Regions from separate parts of the Oryctolagus cuniculus genome. Here region 1 is linked to region 2. The links are chromatin contacts, called in public Micro-C maps. All regions are on one chromosome and are shown on one strand. The core of a region is the stretch at or near the end of the contact, and the rest is flanking DNA. Distances in the headings are between cores, read along the strand shown. Region 1 holds the start of C1H9orf40 (chromosome 1 C9orf40 homolog). Region 2 holds the start of OSTF1 (osteoclast stimulating factor 1).

Region 1 (4,038 bases), core at 820-3,319, 130 kb before region 2:
CTTCTTCCAGGTCTCTTACACGGGTGCAGGGGCCCAAGGCCTTGGGCCATCTTTTACTGCTTTCCCAGGCCATAGCAGAGAGCTGGATTAGAAGAGGAGCAGCCGGGACTCAAACCGGTGCCCATATGGGATGCTGGCGCTTCAGGCCAGGGCATTAACCCGCTGTGCTACAGTACCGGCCCCAAAATGATGAAGTTTAAAACATACTTTTTCACAATTACAGGGGAAAAAACATTCTCAAGTATAATATTATTGCATTTTTCACCTGAAGGAGTCATGCCAAAGGAAATCTCAATGTATTTTGGGGAGAGGGTGGAATAAGGCTTATGATAAACTCTGCCATAAGACATTTAAAACAACAGAAAAAAATCTGAGAAAGATGCTTTGCTGCAGTTTTAAAGGGTTTGGTGAATTTTGAGCCCTACACTTGGTGTCTCCATTCCGAAAGCCCCCTTGCTAGGAGAATAGCAGAAAAGGAAAAAAAGCACTTTGCATTCTTAAGTCTAGACCAACCTGCCCAACACTGTAACTTGAGCCATCAACATAAATTTATATTTTTCTAGTTGCCATAGTAAAAAAAAAAGGAGGTGAAATTAATGTTTTATTCAGTCCAACACATCCAAGTTATTTAACGTGAGGTCCAGGTAAAAATGTTCTAGTACTGTATATTTTTCTTTTAGTAACTCTTTGAAGTCGACTATTTCACACTTGCAAAAAACTGTCTCACCAAACCGGCGGCTGCCATACTGAACACCGAGGACCCAGTCGAGTCTTCTAGGGATTCTTAGCATCAGGCATGAAACGGGATCATTTCCCAAGGAGCAGAAACTCCCGAGATTCTCATGTACACTTTACCTGATGGACCAAATTAATGTCCAAAAGTGATCTTTTTAAGTAAGATTAAAGATCGTGAGTTGTTTTCCCCCAAATACAGCGGTGGGACCTGTATCACACCCTTAGTTCGACCAAACTGATGGCAACCGCAACGGCGACCGTCTTTGGAAAGCCGTCTCTCACGGCTTCCAGAATAATCATCGTTAAAACCAAGCAGGCGCATTGCACCTGGCTCCGAGGTTTGTCGCGGAGCTGAACCTCGGTCAACGTCCCCACCACGCTCCCGCCGCCCCCGCACGAGGGGCCACTTCCACCGCACCCGACGGCCTTTCCCGCACAAGGCCAGCCTAGCGGACTCTCGAAGTGCGGTCAAGGGTGGGCCCGGGGAGCCCTAACGTGCCGGCGGGGGCTGGCACCCATTCCAGAGGGGTGACCCCAGCTAGTCGCCTCTGGGGGTGCACAAGCCGAGTGTGACAACCCGTTTCACGCCTGCCGGGAGTCTGAGGGAAAGACGAACCCCTTTCTCCCCACGCACACCCGCAGAGGCTCCCAGGCCGCCCCCAGCCCCTACCTGGAGCGGTGCGGCCCCCCAGTCTCCCCGAGGGGACCCTGCGCGTCCCGCCCCATCGTCGCCACCGCCCCTCAGGGGCCGGGCAGCGCGGGACTCCTCCCCCGGGCCGTGGGGCCGTAAGGACGGCTGCAACAGCGACGGCTCGACGGTGTCCAGGCTGTGGTCCTCACGCTCCTCGCCGCCCGGGGCGCTGCTGTCCCCGCTGTCGCGGCGCTTGCTGGGCGAAGCCGAAGGCTCTGCCATGGCCCCCGCGTCGATTTTGCGCTTTCGGGACAGCCCAGGATGCGAAGCCCCGGGCGGCGGAATCCAGAGCGGCGGAGGCGGCTCCTCCGAGAAATCGCAGAGGAGCCGCTTCCAAGGCACGTGGAACGCCAGCGGCTCGGCCGCACGCCGCTTGGCCATGGGCCCAGAGGCTCGGGCGGAGCCGGCCCGGCGCGGGAGGCCGAGCGCCGATACCGTGGGGGCGGAGCGCGCGAGGGAGGGCTAGGCCGCGGTCGGCTGAGGAGGCCACAGGCAGGTGGACAGCGGGGAGGGGGCGGGGCGGCGCAGCCGGCGCGCGCTGCCCTCGCTACCGCGGAGGTGCGGCCCAGACGTTGGCGAGCAACCGCGAAGCGCAGGAGATTCGAACCTGCGCACGAATCTGCGCGCGCGCACTCGCGCCAGCCCGGCGGAGCCGCTGGTTGGTCGAGGTTTGCGGAGCGCGCTCCCGAGCGCTCCCTGGGCCGGAAGTGCGCACAGGGGGCGGGAAGCGGGAAGGCGGTGGCGGGCTGATTGAAGAGCCTGAGAGGAGCCGGCTGAGGGGCGTGGTCTTGTTTCCTTAGGGGCGGGGCGGGGCAGGGGCAGAGCGGCTTCCGAATAGGCTAAGAACTGTGCGTTCCAGAGCTTTCTGTGGGCGAGAGAATCCCTTTGAGGTGTGTGTGGTAGTCCCTGCTTGGGTCAGTGCCCTCGGGGCGGCTCGAGATTGAGGGACCAAGGTTATACACAGACTTTTTAACGTGCTGGTTAAGAATCTTTACGTTACTATCCCAAACCACCAGGGAGTTTCAAGGCTGAAGGAAGTGGCAATAGATAACGTGAAGGAAAAAAATGTAACAAAGTAAAAACGAAGTTAGTTTGGTGGCGGCTGCTGTGAAAAGTGGAGGCATTCCTCGAAGACATCCTACTTAGAAATTTGAAATTCCAGACACCATACGAAGCCATCCAAGATAGCTGGGTAGTTTTGGCAGGAAGCAAGCCTGCTCCTCTCTTTTCCAACTGAGTCCTAAAATTGTGTGGCTTCTAAATTATAGGGAAAATCCGAGTTCCCGTCGTACTGGGTGAGGTTGGCAGACTGAGATTCAAAAACTTGAGTGCGGCGCAGTTGTGTGTTGACACGCAGTGTAAAGATAGAGGCCCCTGCGGTGTAACTTGTATTTTTAACAGTTTGGCATAAAGACGGTGACCAAGTAAACAAAAATGGAAGAAAATAGGACTTATAAGTGCTTTGAAGAGAAAAGCTATGGTCTTCTGAGAAAAACAAGGACGGTTTCTTCTAGCCGGTAGATACTACCTAAATATTAATTACCCTTTGCCCTGACACCTCAAGGTGGCTGTGGGAGGATTGGTCAGTTACTTACTTCCTAGCAAGAGTAGAAATATATGGCTTTCTAAGGTAGGAAAATATTAGCTCTTCTGTTGTTTGAAGTTAATAACCCCGTTGTATGACACACAGGACGAATTTGCCGTTTTCAGTCCAGTTTCATGCTAGAGGGCAGATATTTTGTTGAAAGTCTTTGAAGGGCTCCTGCTCAAAGTCGATAGGGTGTGGTTTAGCTAATGGTTCATTGCTTTGTGTTTTCTTTCCATAGACTTTTTTTCTTGTTTTTTTTTTTTTTTTTTATCCAATTGTAAAATTTATCATGTGTGGTGGTTACCTGTTATCCATGCTTTCTGTGGTTTCAGTTACCTACAGTGGTCAACAGCCATCTGAAAATATTAATTGAAAATTCCAGAAATAATTCAGAACTTTTAAAAGTGTGCATTATGAGTGCTGTGATGAAATCTCATGCTTTCTTGCTCCATCCTTCCCAGAATGCGACTCAGCCCTTGTCCAGTGTATCCATGCTCTATGTGCCAGCTGCTATTCACTTAGTAATAATCTTCCTTCTCAGACTGTTGGTGGTGATATTGTGGCGTTTGTACATAACATTTAGTGCTATCTACTATTTCAGGTACCCACTGAGGGTCTTGACATACTCTTTTTGAAGGGGGAGTGTGGCTACTGTATATATACAATTGTTGTGTACAACATGCATGCTGTTAAAAAACTGATAGTAATAAATCCAGCGTTCCATTTCAGAAATAGAATATTACAAATACCAGAACATGACAATCTCCCTATGTGTCTCTCCCATTGGTAAATCACTTTTCTTCACTCCAGGCGATTCCGTTTTTAATTTTGATTAACATTATTCTTTTGTTTATTGTCTTTGTAATTTCCCCATCTATGTATATGAGACAGCTTTGAAAAGTTTGTGGGAAAATGGGATTTAAAAATAAAAAATATAAATTTTATTTCTCAACATAAACTTCACCTGAAGTTCAAAACACTTTTTTTTTTCACACTTTCTTTTTTTTGACAGGCAGAGTTAGAC
Region 2 (4,306 bases), core at 1,757-4,256:
ATCTACCTCCTTATCATGGTCCATTATTTCACTGCCTGTTTCTTCCTTTATGAACTATTTGAAATTAAAAATATGGCAATCAGCAGTGGGCATATCTAGTTGTTAAGATTACCACATCCCAGAGGCAGGGCTGATAGCTCAATTAAGTGGGTTCCTACCACCCATGCGAGACCTGGGTTGAATTCCTACCTCCCTACTTTGGCTCAGCCTGGGCTGGGGCCATAGCAATTTGGGGAGTAAACCATTGGATGAAAGCTCTCTGTTTCTCTCCTTGCCACTAAAAAAGAAAGAGAGAAAGAAGGAAGGAAGGAAGGAAGGAAGGAAGGAAGGAAGGAAGGAAGGAAGGAAGGAAGGAAAGAAAAGAATGAAAGATAGATATAGATGGCAATCTATATCTATATGTTTCAAATGTATATAGCATTTGACTTCCAGAAGCAAACACAAGCTTAACTACAAACTGTAAATCATTTGGTACTTCCAGAGAGACAACCTTTTGAGCTTTATAGCCTCAGTAATTCGGGGCTCCCCATCACCAGGACATAGATACCACCCTCTTGTAATACTTAGGCAGTTTATTTCCCAATGCATGCAAAGCTTTCCTGAGCGTTTGCACAGAGAGAATAGATGACGACAGCCAACAGTCAACACAAAAAAAACACATATTTTTCTTTCTTTTAATTTCATTGTATTTGAAAGGGGAGAGAGAGAGAGAGAAAGAGAGAAAGAGAGAGAGAGAGAGAGAGAGAGAGAAGTCTTTCATCTGCTGGTTCACTCCCCAATGTCTGCAACAACCAGAGCTGGGCCAAGCTGAAGTCAATTCAATCTGGGTCTCCCACGTGGGTAGCAGAAACCTACACACATGAACCACCATTTTCTGATTCCCTGGTTCACATTAGCAGGAAGCTGGATGGGAAGTGGAGGAACTGGGACTTGAACCAAGTAATCTGATACTGGATACAGGTGAACCAAGTGGCAATTTAACTACTGTGACAAACATCAGCCCCTTTATACATAACATTATTTGAGAGGCAAAGAAACACACACACACACAGAAGTACGCTCCCATTCACCAGCTCATTTCCCAAATGCTTCAGTGGCATGGCCTGGCCTAGAAACTCAAGTCTCCCCTGTGAGTGGTAGGGACCCAATCACTAGAACCACCATTTGCAGCCTCAGGGGGTGCACAGGAGCAGGAAGCTGGAACTGGGGGCAGAGCTAGGACTCAAACCCAGCCTCCCATACGGGGCCTCTCAACAAATGTCTTAACCATGAGGCCCGATGGCTGCCTCTCAAATGTTGTTGAGTCTTTTTTTTTCATAATTGGTGTTTATGTTTAACGCATTTTACTAGTAAACATGGTACTTTTTTAGTCTAAACTCCAGAATATTTCCTGGAGGAGGGGGAAGGTGTGCTGAATCAGCATACTGTAAGGGAAGACAGCAATTGCCTGCCACAAATAGTTTGCAAGATGACAACATGAGAACAAAATGTGCTTTCAAATGCATCAAAAGGGAGCCGGGCAGTTTTGAAAGGGTGAAATGTTTTCATGACTTCTCATTGATTGTATTCAGCAGATATTTTGATTATCTTCCAAGAGACAGGCAGCCTCTTCCTACTTGTTCAAGGTTTGCTTCCTTTTGGTAAACAGAAATTTCCCAAGGCTGGGGTTCCTGCAAACGTAATCCAGGCCCCTTTCCCATTCAACTCTCCATTTTGAAAAACCAACCTCTCGTAGAAACACTGAAAGCTCACTGCTATACAGCCTTACGTAAATACTTTTTCTTTTCAATTGTTGTTTCCCCAAATATTTAACCAGCGTAAAAGGCTGACGAGGCTATGGTGAATTTGTGCACACAGCCCTAGCCTCCTGGGAGATTTAATCTGCTAGATCAGAGGTCACCTTTTTTTTTTTTTTTTTTTTTTTTTTTTTTTTTTTCCTGTAAAGTGTCAGATAGTAACCGTCTTGGACTTTGCAGGCAGCTACTCAAGCCTTCGGTCCTTAGTGAAGGCAGCGCAGACAATCCATATACAAACGGACCACGACCGCCTGCTAACGAATCTTTATAAGGGCCGCTGCATCTAAATCTCACCATATTTTCACGTGCTACAAAATACTGTTGGTTTCTCTTCAGCCATTAAAAAAGCGTAGGAAACTTCTTAAAAAGCCGTACACACTCAGGCAATAGTGGGCCTGAGGACGTCAAAGCCTTTCTGTGCGACTCTGTGAGTGCTCCGCACTCCCTGTGCGTTCCCGTGCAGGGAGCGCGCCCATTTCCCGGATTCGCACGGGACGCTAAGCCCCAAGCCGTCAGGAGCACGCGTCCTCCTCTGGCCCGCTCCGGGAGGCCAGAGTCCCACGCAGACCCACTCTGCAACGACCCCCAGGCCCCGCGAGGCGGTGCAGCGGGGAAAGGCCGGCACTCACCTGGCTCCGGCTCGCGTCTCCGGCGGCAGCGCTGCAGAGGCGACGGACAAGTGCGCGCCTGGCGCTGACCCGCCACTCCCCACCGCCTTCCCCCGCGCTCCGCCCAGGTAGGAAGCCGGCCAGGTAGGTGCGGCCCCCGAAGGCGCCCCTGCCCACCCGGGTCCGACGCAGCGGCCAGCTGCAGTCCGCGACGGGGCGGGACTGAGGCGGGGCTCCGGGGAGCGTGGCCTCGCGCGCGCTCCCGCAAGGCTCCGGCCCCCTTCCGTCGCGGGTGCGCGCGGCCAGACCTGCCCTGGCGCGTGTCTGCAGCGCCCTCGCCCGGTCGCTGCTGGTCCCGCCGCCGTGCGCGCCGCCCCGCGCTCCGAGCCGCGGCGAAGCTGCCACCCTGGGAGCCAATTAGCGCGCGGCGAGCCGGCGGCCACTTCCTCGTCGGCCCGGCGCGCGCCCGGGAGGGCTCCGGCCGCGGGCGGGGCGGGGCGGGCCGGGGCGGAGCGCTGGGCCCGGCCGCTCTGACCGCGTCCGTTCCTCGCGCAGCCGAGTCTGGGCGCAGGTCCTTGGAGGCGCTGGGTCTGCCAATCACACAAAAAGAAACTTTGGGGGCGTCCGCAGTGCAGGCTGACTGGGCGACCGGTTGGCTTTTCTCGTTGGGGTCTTTGGGAGTCACCGCTCCAGGAAGCGAGATGTCGAAGCCGCCTCCCAAACCAGTCAAACCAGGTAAGGCAGGCGCTCGCCGGGTCCTCCGGCCGCCTCGGTGCCCTGCGCTTCCTGTGCCACTTGGCAAGGCGGACCGGGCGCGTTCCGGCCCCGAGCCTCGCTTTCCCAGTCAGACTCCCCACCGCCGGGGTCCTTAGCTTTGCTGGATCACTTTTGGAGAGCAAAAGGATTTCGAGGATCTTAAAAAAAGAAAAAAAAAAAAACTTGTTAAAGAGGCGTCGCGCTGGGGTTTGCAACGTTGTCATGCGCTCCACCTTCTCGGGAGTGCGATGGCCAAGTCCCGTCGAAGCTGTCCAGGGAGCCAGGGCCGTCGATCGCCTTAGAAAACGGAAAACAGTGTGGCTGGGAAGGCTCCTTCGCCACTTCCTCTTTCTCGGTGCGTGTCACTGTCAAACTCCAGTTCTTGACCGGCCGGGGCGAACGGGAAGTGCGCGGCCCGCAGGGTGGGGTGATGAGCCGGCCGCCTGCGGGGCTCGGGAGCCTGGCGACGCTGGGTGGGGACCCCGGGGTCTGCGGTGGGGCGTCCGTGGGTCCCTCCGGGCTGCGGCACGGTCACCTCGGCCGTGGCTTTTCGCAGGTGCCGCGGTGGCGCGCAACCGCGTCCTCCGCCTCGGCCTCTCCAGGGGCTTGGGCGTGACGCTCGCCAACTCCTCCAAGCAGTTTTCTTGGCCGATTGTTCTTGTTCGTTTGTGACTCTCAAAGTATTCTCTGCGTTAGAGAGAAGCGAGAGCGTTTAAAAGGGGCTGACATTTCAATTCAGCACCGTTAACACACTCTTAGGGACAGCTGAGTGTGTATTAAGGGAAAGGTAGGAAAAGGTAGATAAATGACCCGAAAGACTCTCAATATTTTTTTCTTCCAGTCTTGTAATTTCGGAATAGCAAAGGCTGAAACTTAATCTGTTTACGTCAGGTTTTGAAGTGACTTCAGTAGCAAGAGGTAGTCGCGTGGGTTCATTATATTCCCTTGACCTTCCTAAATGTTGGGTAAGCTCTACAGCTTTAGTGATTGTGAGGTTGTCTTTCTTTTGAGATCATTCAGTGGCGGGCTCAGGTTCCTGTACTTCAGAACAGTCACCCTTGTGCAATAGTCAGTCCATGAAGGTTTCCAGTTTGGTCAGCTGGGTGTGAAGGCAGCTGCTGAGTCTGGCCACGCGGGGAGCAAAAG

The links. Hi-C and Micro-C count contacts between places; a contact is called where the count stands out from the background.
Region 1: a Micro-C map of ear pinna shows a contact between it and region 2, with 3 times the contacts expected there. The contact joins the promoter of C1H9orf40 here to the promoter of OSTF1 in region 2. A contact is called at or near these places in 4 of 6 Hi-C or Micro-C datasets (ear pinna, psoas muscle, skin fibroblasts and 1 more).

Annotation. Positions count from the first base shown.
Region 1 is chr1:155,300,646-155,304,683 of mOryCun1.1, reverse strand. It overlaps C1H9orf40 (chromosome 1 C9orf40 homolog), which reads right to left and starts at 2,069. Exons shown (of 2, transcript XM_002708210.5): 1 at 1,406-2,069. The coding sequence starts at 1,807.
Region 2 is chr1:155,172,681-155,176,986 of mOryCun1.1, reverse strand. OSTF1 (osteoclast stimulating factor 1) reads left to right here and starts at 3,006. Exons shown (of 10, transcript XM_051846611.2): 1 at 3,006-3,139. The coding sequence starts at 3,106. NMRK1 (nicotinamide riboside kinase 1) reads right to left here and starts at 3,384. Exons shown (of 8, transcript XR_011379500.1): 1 at 2,426-3,384.